Regions from separate parts of the Mus musculus genome. Here region 2 is linked to region 1. A link is a contact called in public promoter capture Hi-C data. All regions are on one chromosome and are shown on one strand. The core of a region is the stretch at or near the end of the contact, and the rest is flanking DNA. Distances in the headings are between cores, read along the strand shown.

Evidence for each region. Promoter capture Hi-C pulls out the DNA fragments that hold promoters and counts their contacts.
Region 2: a contact with region 1 is called in a promoter capture Hi-C map of the SN4741 cell line, with 4 times the contacts expected there. The contact joins the enhancer-like site here to the promoter of Aoc2 in region 1. A contact is called at or near these places in 2 of 39 promoter capture datasets (the SN4741 cell line and pre-B cells), 1 of 15 datasets of contacts at CTCF or cohesin (embryonic stem cells), 2 of 484 Hi-C or Micro-C datasets (CD4 T cells and regulatory T cells), 1 of 115 datasets of contacts at active chromatin or transcription factors (pancreatic cancer cells) and 1 of 9 other capture datasets (adipose tissue).

The regions. Positions count from the first base shown.
Region 1 is chr11:101,323,675-101,326,374 of GRCm38.p6, forward strand. It overlaps Aoc2 (amine oxidase, copper containing 2 (retina-specific)), which reads left to right and starts at 1,389. Exons shown (of 4, transcript NM_178932.1): 1 at 1,389-2,700. The coding sequence starts at 1,419.
Region 2 is chr11:101,718,774-101,721,473 of GRCm38.p6, forward strand. No RefSeq gene overlaps it. Among named protein-coding and RNA genes, the nearest start is that of Dhx8, 13 kb to the right of the region's middle. Within about 2 kb of position 1,373, at least 30 of the 459 cell types and tissues checked have an H3K27ac peak or open chromatin away from gene starts, as enhancers often do. A contact at or near this core is called in the SN4741 cell line, where this site is marked.

The DNA.
Region 1 (2,700 bases), core at 139-2,638:
AAGAACTAATGGGAGGTGGTTCCTGCTGTGTGTTGACGCTCAATTGTGTGAAAGCTGCCTGTCTTCACCAGATTCCAGGTCCTTCCTGGTGATACCCTGAGCTGCCAGCAGAGGCTGCTGTGGTTATGTGTGGGACCAGCAGCTCGGGCTGACCCTGTCGATCCAGTCCTTTTCCTCCATACCAGCTTGCCTCTACATACATACATACATTCATACATACATACTTACTTCATACATACTTTTTTGAGGGAACTCCTGGTATTGGTTTATACTGACCCACAGTGCTCATAAGAGGCTTACATCCCTCTAAAATAACATGTCCTCACTTCCCTCCTGACAGTGAGACTCTTCATTGTCTATAGAGGTTTAAGGTCCCAGTAGGGGAGGGGCATCTACTCTATTCTATCCCAGAGTTTAGAGCCACTAGCTACCTGCTCTGCCTGCCTGCCTCCCTCCCTCCCTCCAGGGTTACTAAGCACTTGCTGTGTAAGGCTACATTTTAATCAAAAGCACTCCACAGAATACTTTTATGCTTTTTATATATTTATTCGGTTTTTTTGTTTGTTTTTTAAAGACCCTTCTCTGTGTAGCCTTGGCTGTCCTAGGACCGCTCTAAAGACCAGGCTGGCCTCAAACTCAACAGATCGGCTTGTCTCCTGAGTGCTGGGATTGAAGGCATATAGTACCTCTCCCTGGCTATGCTTTTTATTTTTTAAGGCAGGGTATCACCTAGGTTGACCTATAATTCACTCATGTAGCTTAGTTGAACTCTCAGCACTCCTCTTGAGTGTTGGTATTATCAGTATAAATGACCATGCCTCATGCGCCTTCATAGGGAAGAAATTCAGGATATGTAGCCCCTTTAAGGCTACATAACTTGGACTGGATCATTGTATAGACCTAAACACAGCTCAACCTCAACCAGTCGTCTCTCTGACTGGATAGAGTAAGGCCTGGGTCTCCCAAGTCAGGCACTCATTAGGTCCCAGGTAGAGCTGACTGCTCATTGCTGAGTTGGGCGGTGGGTCTGGGAACTGGGAATGTAATTCTGCTAAGAGGTGTTTTGTTAGTACTTGTGTGTTAGACAGGGAAAGGAAGGAGTGTGTATCGAAACTGCCTTCTCAGGTAGTTCAGCTCCATTACCCACCCCATCCCTCTCACCTGTTCTAAATGATGACACGTAGTAGTTAGTGACCATTGGCAGTCAAAGTTTAGGGACAGGAGCAAGCTATGTAATGTCTTGAGCCAGAGCACAAGACAGAAAATTGGAACAGAACTACATAAAGCACGATCAGAGATTTCCTGTCCAGCCCACAGGGTGGAGTTTAGTCCATTCCTCTCCATCATCCTGAATATAAGCCTGCCACAATGTCAGACACCGATGAGCTCTCAGGACGGGGGGAGCTTCAGTGCCAGCCATGAATCTCAAGGTGCTGCTGCTGCTTCTGGGGCTGTCTTTCCTCACTGTCTTTGCTCTGGTCTATGTCCTGCTGACCAGGCAAGGCAGTTTCAGCCAGTCTCCTCGATGCCCTTCCATACCTCCCAGAATTCATCCCTGGACACACCCTAGCCAGAGCCAGCTGTTTGCAGACCTGACCCCAGAGGAGCTGACAGCTGTGATGAGCTTCCTGACCAAGCACCTGGGGCCGGGGCTGGTGGATGCAGCCCAGGCTCGACCCTCGGACAACTGTGTCTTCTCAGTAGAGTTGCAGCTGCCTGCCAAGGCTGCAGCCCTGGCCCACCTGGACAGAGGGGGGCCCCCACCTGTGCGAGAGGCACTAGCCATCATCTTCTTTGGTGGACAACCCAAGCCCAACGTGAGTGAGCTGGTGGTGGGGCCCCTGCCTCACCCCTCCTACATGCGGGATGTGACTGTGGAGCGCCACGGCGGCCCCCTGCCCTATTATCGGCGCCCCATGCAGAAAACTGAGTTTGTTCAGATATGGAGGCATTTGAAAGAAGTGGAGCTACCAAAGGCACCCACCTTTCTGGCTTCTGTCTTGAACTACAATGGCTCCACCTTGGCACCTTTGCATTCTACTGCTAGTGGTTTCCATGCAGGCGATCGAGCTACCTGGATAGCCCTCTACCATAACATCTCAGGTCTTGGAGTGTTCCTTCACCCTGTGGGGCTGGAGCTACTGTTGGACCACGGGGCCCTGGACCCTGCCGACTGGGTAGTCCAACAGGTCTTCTACCTTGGGCATTACTATGCAGACTTGGCCCAGTTGGAATGGGAGTTTAAAGTTGGCCGCCTAGAAGTGATTCGGGTCCCTCTACCCACACCAGGTGGAGCTTCCTCCTTGAGGCCTAGAGTCACTCCAGACCCTCCTCTTCCCCCTCTTCAGTTCTCACTTCAGGGTCCCCAGTATAACATACAGGGAAACTCAGTGACATCTCCCCTCTGGACATTTACCTTTGGTCATGGGGTGTTCAGTGGCTTAAGAATTTTTGATATTCGGTTCAAGGGTGAGCGTGTGGCTTATGAAGTCAGTGTCCAGGAGTGTCTGACAGTTTATGGTGCTGATTCCCCCAAAACAATGACGATCCGGTACTTGGACAGCAGCTATGGGCTTGGTCTCAACAGCCGAGCTTTGGTTCGGGGGGTGGATTGCCCCTATCAAGCCACAATGGTGGACATCCATGTACTGGTGGGCACGGGGTCAGTCCAGCTGCTTCCAGGGGCTGTGTGTGTATTTG
Region 2 (2,700 bases), core at 123-2,622, 400 kb after region 1:
TGGGTGAAAAATGCTCAGTTTGGGGGCTGGTGACATGGCTCAGTGGGTAAGAGCATCCGACTGCTCTTCTGAAGGTCTGGAGTTCAAATCCCAGCAACCACATGGTGGATCACAACTATCCGTAATGAGGTCTGACTCCCTCCTCTGGAGTGTCTGAAGACAGCTACAGTGTACTTACATATAACAAATAAATAAATAAATAAATAAATAAATAAATAATCTTAAAAAAAAAAAAAAGAAAAAGAAAAATGCTCAGTTTGAAGAGAAAAGAAGAGAGGAGAGGAGAGGGGAGGGGAAGGAAGGGGAGGGGAGGGGAGGGGAGGGGAAAGGAGGGGAGAGTAAGGGAACAAGAGAGTGTTGGGGCTGCAGCTCTGAGTAGAGTACTTGTCTCATATGCCTGAGGCCCAGGGTTCAATACCTAATACTGCAAGCAAGCAAAATGAAACAAAACCCTAGGCTTGCTGGGCAGCTAGCCCTCACTTGGCAAGTTCCAGGCTATTAAGAGACCCTGTCTGAAAAACAATAAAGTCGATGAGACCTGGGGAATAAAACCTGACCCACCTCTACATGAACACACACAGACACACAGACACACACACAGAGACAGAGAGACAGAGAGACAGGGAGACAAAGAGAGAGCTGTGTATCTCTCAACATACACAGAGAAACAGAAAAAGACAGACAGACAGATACACACACACACAGGTGGGGGACCGGAATATTTACCGCTTAAGACCTTATTTGCCGTTACATTGTTTGTCGGGACGGAATATCATGTAGACGACTGGTGGATTAGCATTGAACTCTCCATACAGTTCAAGTCAAGGCTGGCCTTGAACTTCTGATCCTTTTGTGTCTACCTCCCAAGACCTGTGCTTGTAGAAGTGTAACACACACCTGGCCTTTAAAAATTGTGATTTACATACTTGGTTTTGTTTTGTTTTGTTTGTTTGTTTGTTTGTTTGTGCTGGGAGGTTTGAACCCAGTCTTGGGTGTGCTGGGCAAGTACTCCATCTTAGCTGTCATAGTAGATAAGTCACTTGATGTCACGAAGCCACATTTCCTTGTTTCACCAAGCGGTCCCTGAGTTTTGGGAACACATGGAAGGAATGAGGAAATGTACTGTGCTTGTGCCATGCCCCTGGCTCTGGGCTAAAAGCCTTTTGAACTCTTCTGTGAAATGTAGTCAGGACTGTACCTGCTTTAGATCCCTCCAGTTTGCCGTAGACTCAAGACGAGCCCACGGTGGGAAAGCGCTTCGCAACAGCCAAGGATGTGATCTTGTCGAGGCCTTTGCCCTGTGTTCCGGTTTCCCCCATCCTGTTTTGCCCTCTCATCCTTCACGAGTCTGCAGGAATTTGCGTGGGTGCTTCTTTGGTCTTCAGTCCAGTGTTGACTGTCACACACTGGGAATGTAGCGCTTCCTTCTGAACTCATGCCCCAAGGCACACGAGTCATCCTGAAATAGCCAACATCACTAGGACACCAGCTTCCCAGGCGGTGAAGATGAAGGCTGAATTGTGTGCACTCACGTGAAGTTGGCCTCGCTCATATCCACCTTGACTGAGGCAAAGACATGTGCCTGTGAGCTTGGTGTTCTGAAGGAAATAGGGCGTGGGCTCAGACGGCCCACCCTCGCAGCCACGCCTCCTTCCTCTGCCGTTGACCAGTTGGGTAAACATGGTCGGTTCCATCGTGGACAGGGAGTAGCAACTTTTGGGGTTCCTAGAATCAGGGGTAGCTGACTGGCGGATACACAGAGCAATCTGGTTTTTGTTTTGTTTTGTTGGGTAGAGCTTGAACCAAGGGCTTTGTTTATGCCAGGCAAGGGCTCTGCCATTAAGCCATTAACCTTCCTCCACCTCTATTATTATTAAAACAAAAATGTAAGCTTACCTATGAGTTATTAATAGAACTGACAAAAAGGGACATTAAAAAGCCAGGGGCATAGCACAGGAAACCTGACTGAATGTGAAATTCTGTTTTACATAACCCAGGTTTCAAACTCATAAACGAGAAGGGGAAATATAGAAAATTAAAGAAATTTTCTTTCTTTCTTTCTTTCTTTCTTTCTTTCTTTCCTCTCTTTCTTTCTTTCTTTCCTCTCTTTCTTTCTTTCCTCTCTTTCTTTCTTCTTTCTTTCTTTCTTTCTTTCTTTCTTTCTTTCTTTCTTTCTTTCTTTCTTTCTTTCTTTCTTTCTTTCTTTCTTTCGGAACAGAATCTCTGTATACTTCTGTTTCACTCTGTAGACCAGGCTGGCCTTGGGTTCACAACAATCCTCCTGCTCCTGCCTCCCAAGTGCTGGAATTAAAGGCCTGTTCCACCACACCTGGCTAAAAGACTCTTTCTTGCTTTTTTTTTTCTTTTTAAAAATGTATTTTATTTTATGTTTATGAGTATACCGTAGCTGAAGAGATGGTTATGAGCCTTCATGTGGTTGTTGGGAATTGAATTTTAGGACCTCTGCTTGCTCTGATCCAAAGATTTATTTATTATTATACATAAGTACACTGTAGCTGTCCTCAGACAGCACTAAAAGGGGGCATCAGATCTCATTACCAGTGGTTGTGAGCCACTGTGTGGTCACTGGGATTTGAACTCAGGACCTTTAGAAGAGTAGTCAGTGCTCTTACCCGCTGACCCATCTCACCAGCCCGATTCTTTCTATATTAAAAAATTTAAGCCAGGAAGCTGGAGAGA